Regions from separate parts of the Danio rerio genome. Here region 2 is linked to region 1. The links are chromatin contacts, called in public Micro-C maps. All regions are on one chromosome and are shown on one strand. Each heading gives the region's core, a stretch centred on a gene start, on an enhancer-like site or on the middle of the called end of the contact. The rest is flanking DNA. Distances are from core to core; before and after follow the strand shown. Region 1 holds the start of rxfp3.3a1 (relaxin family peptide receptor 3.3a1). Region 2 has its middle 82 kb from the start of uacab.

Evidence for each region. A called contact is a pair of places that touch in the nucleus more often than the background predicts.
Region 2: a contact with region 1 is called in a Micro-C map of caudal fin, with 5 times the contacts expected there. The contact joins the enhancer-like site here to the promoter of rxfp3.3a1 in region 1. A contact is called at or near these places in 2 of 18 Hi-C or Micro-C datasets (caudal fin and fibroblasts).

What each region holds. Positions count from the first base shown.
Region 1 is chr7:33,944,024-33,949,819 of GRCz12tu, reverse strand. rxfp3.3a1 (relaxin family peptide receptor 3.3a1) reads left to right here and starts at 3,573. Exons shown (of 1, transcript XM_005168953.6): 1 at 3,573-5,796. The coding sequence starts at 3,697. The coding sequence ends at 4,716. pias1a (protein inhibitor of activated STAT, 1a) reads left to right here. Exons shown (of 15, transcript XR_012383356.1): 14 at 1-687; 15 at 857-2,369.
Region 2 is chr7:33,844,616-33,850,411 of GRCz12tu, reverse strand. No RefSeq gene overlaps it. Among named protein-coding and RNA genes, the nearest start is that of uacab, 82 kb to the left of the region's middle. Within about 2 kb of position 2,846, at least 4 of the 62 cell types and tissues checked have an H3K27ac peak or open chromatin away from gene starts, as enhancers often do. A contact at or near this core is called in caudal fin, where this site is marked.

The DNA.
Region 1 (5,796 bases), core at 2,324-4,823:
TAGATCAGTTTTTTTTTCTCCTATCTGGTTTGTTTAGTGTTGTTCATATATTTTATTAAATTGCACCAGTGTTGATTAGAACGTGTATAGAGACCCACTTTTTCAGCAGTCTCAGTAATTTTACTTGGTGTACTCCAGTTAAGATGACAGCATTCACACTTACTCAAGTGAACCACACTAAAATAATAAATCGCACTAGAGTTTGTCTTAATCTAACCAAACCTACAAGTGTGAACACATAAATGATGACTGAATCTTATTTTTGAGTGAGTTATCAATTCGTTTTTGCGTTGGTGGGCAGTTACAAAGCATTCCTTCACCTTCAGGTTGACAACTGGAAGTAGATGCAGTGTTATGGATTGCCAATATCTGACCTCATGATTCTTGTGTGAAATGTAATTCATGACTGTTTTGAAGAATATGTAATTCTTCTAACAATTTTGCATCCATATTTTTCTTGCTCGATGCCAAAAGAACACTGTGTTCAGTGTTGAAGTTTCTAGAGTGAGAGATTGTGAGTTCAGTGAACTTAAACGTACAGCTTGTGTAGTAAGTAAGGATTTTAATCTTTCGTTGTGGCTACTATGCTTGATTGTTCATTCTTTCTTTCTTCTTTCCGTCCCCGTTGTCGTGATTTCCTCAGAAGGAATGATTCGTCGGGAGGTTCAGCAATGGTGTAGATCATAGGTCTCAAGCTCAATTCCTGGAGGGCCGCAGCCATGCACAGTTTTGCTCCAACCCTAATCAAACACAGCTGATACAACTAATGAAGGTGTTCATGACTCTTTTAGTCACCTTAATTATTAGAATCAGCTGTGTTTGATTAGGGTTGGAGCAAAACTGTGCAGAGCTGCAGCCCTCCAGGAATTGAGTTTGGGCTTTGTGTAGATGGTCAAGTTACTTTGGGTTTGGTGCGTATCTTGAACTTGCTCATAGATGTTTGTTTCCACCTGAGCTTGTTGTCGTCTATTAGATCATCTGTGATCGGTACAGTGTGGGAAAACTGTTCTAAAGCCACTTGTTTTTTTCTACCATTCTGTCACGTGTGCCTTGTGTGTGTGTGTGTGTGTGTGTGTGTGTGTGTGTGTGTGTGTGTGTGTGTGTGTGTTCGTGCGTGCGTGCGTACTTGTTTGTGTGTGTGTGTGTGTGTGTGTGTGTTTATTTGCAAACGAAAGACTGGAGATGTTATTTTAGCCTCTATTAAACTCAGATTTGGAGCTCTTATCTACAAACTCAGTGTTTCTGAACAAATAATCCAATGGCTGTTCTTTTAAGTGTTGCGGGGGATTAACAGAGGAAATAATTGCAAAAGTTTCAGTGCAAACTACATTAAGCAAAATCAAAACAGAAGTATTCAGAAGCTGAATGGAATAAGTACAATTAGGAAAAGCTGAAATCTATTTTTTAATATGTACTTATTTGACACAGGCTGTTTTTTTATTTGTGTGTATGTGTGTGTAGCGTGGCTCTCTCAATGTGTTGACCAGACCTCTTTTCAGAGCTTGATTGGGTTTAGGACCGGGCTAATTGCGAGTGACAGAATCTAGCGACCGCATTTTGTGCTGTTTGATAGACTCTGTTTCCTTTGCCCTCTAAACCTCCTTTTACCTACATTTCCTCTGAAAGTATTAGATGTTTATCACTTGATTTTGTCTCTAAGATTGGAATCGGTTAAGTAATTAAAGAGAGAAAAGGATGGAGACGAAAATACAAAATCATTGTTACCAAATCAACTACTTGTTAGATCTCTAGCAGTGTTAATAATTCCCTCTTTTCAACAAGTAAACCTTTAGGTTTGGTTCAATGTTTTTGTCTTATATGTGTTTGACAAGCTTTGTTATTTAAGTAAGGTTCAATGACAAACAGGAAACAGGTTTTCGTTCATTTGCTCATTTCAGACATGACTGATAAAGGGATATGCTGTGTGTGTGTGTGTATGTGTGAAAGAGCGTGTGCATGGTTTTGTTCCTGACCACATTGTGCAAACTTGGTTGTTCCAGTGATGTGCATTCATGTGTTAAAGTCGCAACTTCACAACAAACTAATTTATATATTTTTAGATGCAGAACTGTGCTATGAGTGGACTCGGTGTCAAAGTCCAGCTTTTATTTTGTTTTCCATTTCAGTAAGCTGACATCTATGCTCACTGCCTTAAACTTCATCCACTCTGTGTCTGTGGCATGTTTTAAGAAAAGGAAAAAAAAAGATTTTTAAGATGTGGAAGACATATTGTACAGTAGACCAATGTCAGTTTGTATAAAGTACTAAGTGAAAAAAAATATTTATTACATGCATTGAAAGAAATTGTTTACTTATTGAATGTTACATGTTTATGTAGAGACATTTAGATGTAATAAAATGCATTGAGTTAACCTTTTTGGCTCTTGATGTTTGAGATATTAAACATTTCTCTCCTTTATGAAAAGCTCGGCTACTTTAACTTGCTGACTGGGAAGTAAGTGCTGTAAGACAGTCAGACACGAGGCGTTTGAGCTGAATGGCGTTCTGCTCTGCGATAAAGGTCAGACGAGCCTGAATCAATCTGTGGAAAAGGTGAAGATTCTAAATTGAGAACTAACCTGGTGCCTGTTCATATTTCAGCAGCAACTGTATCTGGGGCAACAAACGCTAACCCATTTTCAACTCTCACAGGGAGAGTTTAGATTATTTCTAACACCTCTTTATTGTATATATGCATTTAAAAGCTCTTTTCTATCTTCTAGATTGCCTTTTATGAATGATAGAAGCCACATACAACCATCCAACTCTCATAACCTCTCAAATGTAGAGTAGATAGGGGTGGCTCTGAATGTATTCAGATTTCTAATGCCTTTAAAATAAATCCTACTGTAAAGCGCAGGGATTTCTATCCTGCCGTTCTTTTGTGTAGTGATGCTCAAGGCTTTATCCCTGAGCATCAAGCTGTATTAATGTTGGTACTTAGGCTGCATATTTACATGTGAACAGCAGATGGCAGTGAATACTTACCCAGAGATCCACCTGCTTTACTGCAATGTAACATGTTTAAAGTATATAGCCTTATTTAAGCAAAATACCTGCAATAATGACTTTTTTATTGATATTTCTATTTAATCATGATTAATAAGTTATTTAAAGCCTGTAGATTCACAAACATGTGCAAAAAAATGTAAACCATGATTTAAGAATGGCATGCAGGATAGGAACTATGAGCTAATAATAAATAAAAAAATTACATTAGTCTTGTTTACCTTAATATTAGTTATTGTACATGTTTCCATTTATGTCTCCCTTCCGAAAATGATACATGGATTTATTATAGCAAAAGTGTATCTAATAAGCATGTTTTGTTGTTGTTCTTTATTATATTAACTGCAGTTTCTGTTTCCACAAATTAATCAAGAATAATGCAAAAAAAAAAACATGGTTAATTTTCATAAGAGAATGTTTTTTATATTGTTACGACGTGCATAAAAAAATTGAAAGGTGTTTGTATCAGCCTGCGTTTATTCAGTGACGAATCGCTGATCTCGGTGGGCGGAGACATTTGAAAAGCGCCCGACATAAATTGTAGAGCGCGCCGCATTCTGCTCAATACTATCAACACCATGTACTTGACTGTGGCCATAAAGGGTGAGTACGGCCAAAAACTACACGCACAAATTAATTGAATCAACAACAGTTTGGTAGAATGAATATTTAAGTGCGCGTAAAGACATGGGAAACACCGAAGTTGTGAAGTCGCTGGATATGATGGGAGACAGTAATCAGAGCGGTGTAATAAACAGATCAATCAGTGACCGCGAGCGCTTCAAAAGTCTGGAGGACATCGACGTGTCCGCCGACGGGAGTCCGGTGTTGAGGTGCTTGATCTCCATCACCTACTCTGTGGTGTGCGTCGTGGGTCTGGTTGGAAATCTGTTGGTGTTCTTCTTCATTCGCGTCAGGCAAGAAAGACGCATATCCAAGATAAACTTCTTCATCCTCAACTTGGCGGTGACGGATTTCCAGTTTGTGTTGACTTTGCCTTTCTGGGCAGTGGACACGGCGCTGGACTTCAGCTGGCCGTTTGGAGACGCCATGTGCAAGATAATCCTGTCGGTGACCGTGATGAACATGTACGCGAGCGTCTTCTTCCTGACGGCGATGAGTATTACGCGCTACTGGTCAGTGGCTTCGGCTCTGAAGGACCGCAGCAGGCAGACCGGCTGCTCGATACGGTGGGTCAGTGTGATCCTCTGGGCTCTGGCCACCGTGGCCACCGCGCCAACATCCATTTTCTCCACAGTCACTAACGTGGCCGGTGAAAAACTTTGTTTACTGCGCTTTCCTGACGGACAGTACTGGCTGGCGATCTATCATGTCCAGAAAATCCTCATCGCGTTTGTTTTGCCCATGGCGATCGTGTCTGTCAGTTACCTGCTGCTGCTGAGGCTCATCCGGCAGCGGAGCATGAAGAACAGCTCGAAACGGCGCACGCAAGTCACCAAATCCGTCACCATAGTGGTCCTGTCCTTCTTCCTCTGCTGGATGCCCAATCATGCCATCACATTTTGGGGCGTGCTGGTGAAATTCAACGCGGTGTACTGGGATAAGTCGTACTATATCGTTCATACCTACGTGTTCCCGGTGACCGTGTGCCTTGCGCACGCAAACAGCTGTTTGAACCCACTTATCTACTGTCTGATGCGCAAAGAGTTCAGGAAAAAAATTAAGAACCTTTTTATTCGAGTCTGAGAAACGTGTTTCTCGTCCTGTGGAACCCGTGTTCTTTCCTGTTCAATGGGTTATTTTACTCAGAATGTTATTTACTTCTCCTCAAGCTTTATTTCTTCATTTGAGCCCTGAAGATGTGTTTACATATTTGTGGAAATCATGGGTTCATGGTGAACTGCACTTTAACAATATACACTTGGTGTATATCAGTTGTATGTGTGATTGTTTTGGTACAGTGTACAGTTCTTGTGGAACAGTTTTTGTAAAACATTCAAACAGAAAAATTGCTAATATAAAATAGTATCTTTTGCGTGAAAAGTGCAGCTAAATTAAATTCAGCGGCATTACATTTTTTATTTTCTGTGAACAAAACTGATATGCTTATCATTCCTCTTGCGGGAAAGTTGTAAACCTAATACAGTATTGTACACTTGATCCCAATTTCTGGGACAATTGTGTGTATCTTGATGTTTGGGGGTGTTAAATTAAATTAAAACCTGATTTTAATAAACACACAGATACTGTTTAAGAAGCCAGAAACTGTGTTTTTGTAGGATGGATTTGAACAGCAAGTAGGGTACATACCTTCTTAAAAAATATAATTAAATGAACTTCTTCCGTCAGTCAAATTTCATTGTGAATATTTTGGCGTCTGCTGCTGGGAAATACATGGATTTTTGAAAATCTGACACTTGTATTGAAAACAGTATACATCATTTTCAAGGCCATGGTGTTCATAAATGTCAGATGAAGGCAAGATGAATTTTTTGGCGATAAAGTTTGATATCAGCAGGTTCATTATCTTGCAGACTAAATTCAGTAGAAAAGCTAATATGCTGTTTGGTGGCAAGGCTAATTATGACAAGTCTGAGAAAACTTTGTTTAGTTTTATAATATACAGTTGAAGTCAGAATTATTAGCCCCCTTTTGATTTTTTTTTCTTTTTTAAATATTTTCCAAATCATGTTTAACGAAGCAAGGAAATTTCACAGTATGTCTGATAATATTTTTTTTTCTTCTGGGGAAAATCTTATTTGTTTTATTTCGGCTAGAATAAAAGAAGTTTTACATTTTTTAACAACTGTTTTAAGGTCAAAATGA
Region 2 (5,796 bases), core at 1,597-4,096, 99 kb after region 1:
CTGCCATTATCTACTCACCTTCACTTGTTCAAGATCTATTTGATATTTTGAAAGATATTTTGAATAATATTTTGTCGCTGGCACCCATTGACGTTTATAGTAATATTTTTCTTACTATGGAAATTGATTAGTCCCAGCACTCAATTTTTGCTGCTTGCTCAAACTACTTATTTAAAATAAGCTGAATGTGTTCAACTCCTTGGTGTGGAACAGCCAGTATTTTTTTTACAGTGAACCACCATTCTTTAAAATATATATTTATTTCTAGTCAACAGAAGAAAGATGCTTATAAAGCTTTACAACCACATAAGCGACAGTAAGGTAATTTTCATTTATGAGTGACCTATGCCTTTAATGCATGTCTGATAACTGATCAATAACTGATAACTGATCAATTTCACATATGACATTTAAAAAATATTTAATGATGTATAAGAACGTGTAATCAATCATAATTATAATGTGTAGGATGAAAAATTCACTTTGAGATTTTGTCAATTACCTTTAACTTCTATTAAATTACCAGAATTATTGGCAAAGGTAATCTAAACCTTTTTTATAAAGTGACCTCTAAAATCTGCCTGTGCACTTTATTTTGACAGGACTATCTTATATGAAAGTACTAGTTCCTAATTTGTGGGTATCATTATTTTCTAATAAAAACTTAAAATGAATATGCAATATAAATATAAAATGTAATAAAATTTCTTTGTTGCTATTTACAGTTGAAGTCAGAATTATTAGCCCCCCTTTGATTTTTCTTTTTTATTTATTTTTTATATATATATTTCCCAAATGGTGTTTAACAGGGCAAGGGAATTTTCAAAATATGTCTGATAATATTTTTTTTTTCTTTTTGAGAAAGACTTATTTGTTTTATTTCAGCTAGAATAAAAGCAATTTTTAATTTTTTAAAGAACAATTTAAGGTCAAAATGATTAGCCCCTTTAGGCTATTTTTTGACAGTCTACAGAACAAACCACCGTTATACTATAATTTGCCTAATTACCCTAACCTGCCTAGTAAACCTAATTTAACTAGCTAAGCATTTCAAGCTTCATATATATTTTTTTGCCACTTTCAGCTGTACAGAAGTGTCTTAAAAAAATATCTAGTTAAATATTTTTTAGTGTCATCATGGCAAAGATAAAATAAATCAGATATTAGAAATGAGTTATATAAACTATTTTGTTCAGAAATGTGTTGAAGAAAACTTTTTGTTAAGAAGAAATTGGGGGAAAAATAAGCAGAGGGCTAATAATTCTGACTTCAACTGTACAGTATAGTTAACACTAAATATAAAAACTATGGGGTTTCCAAACTTTTCAGCCTGTGACTCCCACGACCCCCACTATGCTCTGATGTGGTTATAAACATGCAAACATTGCACACAACCGTTATTTATTAAATTGATAAAATAATTGATAGTGCTGCATTTTGTTTTATTTATTCGTCACAGCCATGTCACCCTGCAGCCCAAGACCGGTTACTCACTGAAGCTAAGCAGGGCTGAGCCTGGTCAGTACCTGGATGGGAGACCACTAGGGAACACCAGGTTGCTGTTGGAAGTGGTGTTAGTGAGGCCAGCAGGGGGCGCTCAACCTGTGGTCTGTGTGAGTCCTAATGCCCCAGTAAAAGTGAAGGGGACACTAAACTGTCAGTGGGCGCCGTCTTTCGGATGAGACGTTAAACCGAGGTCCTGACTCTCTGTGGTCATTAAAAATCCCATGGCACTTCTCGTGAAAGAGCAGGGGTGTAACCCCGGTGTCCTGGCCAAAGTCCCTCTATCGGCCCTTACGATCATGGCCTCCCAATCATCCCCTCTCCACCGAATTGGCTCTATCACTGTCCCTCCACTCCACCAATAGCTGGTGTGTGGTGAGCGCACTGGCGCCGTTGTCCTGTGGCAGCCGTCGCATCATCCAAGTGGATGCTGCACACTGGTGGTGGTGTGGAGAGACCCCCCCTCATGATTGTGAAGCGCTTTGGGTGTATTGCCATACACAATAAATGCGCTATATATAAATAAACATTACAACTTCTTGCTGACAAATGGCTAAAACCTAGTAATTTGATGGATAGTGGCAGAATATAATGATTTAAAATACAAAATGACTCTTTTGGGACTGCACTATGCTCTGTGAACAATAGCCCTGAATATGTGATGTGTATATAAGGTGCTCAGTGTATATATATAAGTACACCCTCCACTAATCTATCTTTAAAATTAATACTGTATAATAGGATGCTATACAATATTATATTTGTGCATATACATTAGATTAGTCAGTACTGAAGCCAAATCTGGAGCATATCTAACAAAATACTTACTGTACAATAACGGTTCAAAAACTAGTAAAGCCAAATTTGTGTTATAGAAAAATATTAAATACATATTTAAAGTAAATATAGCAATATTTAGCTTGAATTGAACTATCTTTTAATTTCTAAATATGTTTGGTGACTAAAATATTATTTTAATAAATCTATCTTTGATAAATATGTTTTGTTTAAATAGACCAAAATACATTGCCTATATTCACTGAGAAATGGATAAAAATGTTCCTTTTCAAAATGGGATCTACTCAATTATGCTGATCACTGTACTAGCTTTGAAGATATACTTATAGTGCTTCTGTTAATCAGACTGCCAATCACTGTTTATCATTAAACCTTTCAGTGACTTTTATTGCACGATCATGTCATTGAACTAATGAACCAAGTGTCATTCTCACTAATCATCATTTCCTGATTAGATTGAGCTATTCTGCAGGTCTGTGCACCCGCTCTCAGTGTTTACTTCCTTCATTTAATACCTCCGGCAGGAGGCCAGCAGCAGGGTGAAGGTGCGGCTCTAGAGGTGTTTCAAATGTTTCATGTTCCTGCTAGAACATAAGGTATTAGTTTATTCATTACACATTAGGCTCACAGTCAAAGTGCTTTAGGCAAATTCAGGGTTGTGACTGTCGATCATTAGCATTGAAAATGTGCATTTGTTAGACAAAGCCGCAGTCACACAATCCAATTAAGACATGAAAGCACCCGTCTCCTAGGAAGGAATTCACAATACATAAACAGGCTGTAAAAGTGGAAAATTACATCTGCATTTGTTCCTTTCCTTGAAATACAGCCACATTTGGTAAACTTTAACAAACCCTCATAGAACACTTTGCAAGAAGAAGAAAAAAAGCAAAGCTAAATTAATACCATGTGTTTCGAGAGCTACACAGGGGTTTATTGTAGTGTTGAGTTAAAGGGACACTCTCGCCTACGTCTTTCCAAAGTGAGAGTTTGCTGGATTTTTAACAAGCAACAACACTGTAATAATTTTCAATTATGTTTTTTTTTATTTTTTTTTATCTAATTCACCTTGAAATGCCAGACTTGAAGAACTATCCATAAAATAGCCTTGCTTTCATATACCAGAATTTAATTTCATTACCTAAAATGAGTTAAAACAAGGCTGGGCTCTTTTGATGTTGACGTGAGTGTGTAAGTGTGTAACATCCCTTCAGCTTGCTGTCCTGGATGTTAATTAAATTGCTTTCCTTCTCTTTTTTTCTAAGGCAAGGTATTGGATTAATGGCTTTAAATATCCTTTAAATCTCTCTAATCTTCCCCCTTTCATCTGTAGCTTTTGCAGGTTTGTGTTGCTGTGATTTAGCATCGTCTGACTTTGATTGCACCTTAATGATGGCAGCTTGCCCTGGATCAAAATGCAAATGCCCTGAAAAAAATGGTTTCCGGGTGCTTGCAGGTGTCGGGTGGTATAGGATGCTCAGAGGAGCCGTGGCTGTCCATCTAACCTTTCATGCTTGAGACTTTCAGAGAGGTAGTTTCTATCTGCCACGCTAGCTTAAAACAGAAGGAAATATTTATGAGTCATCTACACAACAAACGGCTGAGTCCTGGGTGTAAGTGCCCACAGAGAGAGTCAACGGTCTGAGCATACCAGCACAGGGAATTATCCAGACATAATGGTGAAAAAAAAATACAATCACGACTTCAGAGTATCCTAAAACAATGGAAAATTACAATACAGCTTGTCACAGAGGTGTTGTACTTAAAAAGATAAATGGAAATTTGCTGTTGATTTATACACCCTCTGGCCATACAAGATGTAGGTGACTTTTTTTTTTTCTTTAGTAGAACATTCAAGAAGATTTTTAGATGAAGTTACGGTCTCAGGTGTGAGGGCCAAAGTCCTACAGTCAAAGATAAAGTGGCTCCACATGATACTTTAAGGCATAGGTCTCAAACTGTATTCCTGGAGGGCTGCAGCTCTGCACAGTTTTGCTCCAACCCTTAAGCTGATTCAACAAAGTATTTTTTGTCAAATAAGTTTTATGGAAGACAGATATAGAAAGAAGAGGATTCTCTGTTTACATATTTTGTCCACATATAACGTAGGCAAAGCAAATAAAATTTTTTTTTTAAAAATTAAAGGAAAAACAATATGAATATGAAATATGAAATTCATAATAATCTAAAAAAACACTCACATAAGCCAGGTTGTTTACAAAGACCTGTTTAAAGAACAGAGTATGATGACAAAGCATTTTACAACATTACAGAATTGATGCATTATTCCAAGTTTATTTCAAGGTCACAAATAAAAAGATTCCAAATTTTGTCAAATTGTTTGAGTTTTCTTTTCAAATAGTATATATTTCGCTCTAAATGTAACAGGTAATTTCTCCAAGCCACAGTTTACATTTAGGGGATTCCTTTTTTTTTTTAACAGTAGAAGTAGTTTCTTGGCAGTAGTTAAACAGTATGGGTGCTGTTTATGTTGTGTATTTGACAACAAATGCGTTTGTTCAGACAATCCCAGAATTAAAAGCATTGGATTTGGTTGTAATTGCAACTCCAACACCTCGGAAAGCACTTCAAAGATTTTATTCTAATAATTCTGTATATTAGAACAAAAACTAAATCTGTGAAACAAACAAAACAAAACAAAACAAAACAAACAAACACAAAAAACAGAAAAATCCTAATTTACTCAACCTTTACAGTATTTGTTCCCTGTTTGCCATTAGTCATTGAGTTCCATTTCACAAATCACCAAGGACCATAGGTTCAGCTAAAGAAAAAAAGCTCTTTGCTAAACAAATACTGTAAGTCAGCTACATCATGAATTGTCTGAAGGTGATATTAACAGCAATTTTTTTAAAACATTTTAATAACCAACTTAAACTGCAACTAATCCTTTGTAGGCCAACCCCACTGACAGATGCTGACCAATAGTTGCAGGTACGTTTGTCAAGTTTCAGGAAATCGTTTTGTTTCTCTGTTGGCATTGGGTGGCACTTGTTTTTATTGTAGTTTGGTCAGTCTCTGCATTGGTCAGTGTTAAGTTAGCCTTTAAGCAACATATTTGGACTATGTTGTAGATTTTATGTTCCCAGGTGCACTGTAAAAAAAATCCTGGCTGCCTTACATTTTTAAGCTTAAGTAAGTCCATTGAACTTATATTATGTTAAACTGACTTAAAATAGCTGGTGTAATTTATACAATTAAGTTTAAACATGATTAACGTGGATTAATAAGTTACAATGACCTAAAAACATATGCTGTCAGGACTAATTGATCATAGAATCTTTTGCAGTGTGCATATCAGGGCTATACTATAAACCTTGTATGAATACTAAAGGAGTTTCAGTTATTGTGATGACTTTGGTATCATGTTTTTCAAACTACAACGATGAAAAGCTAATTATTTATATAAAGAAACTGCTTAGTAGTCTAGTTTCAATCCAGTAATTTGCTTAAGGGATGAAAAAAAAGTCCCTG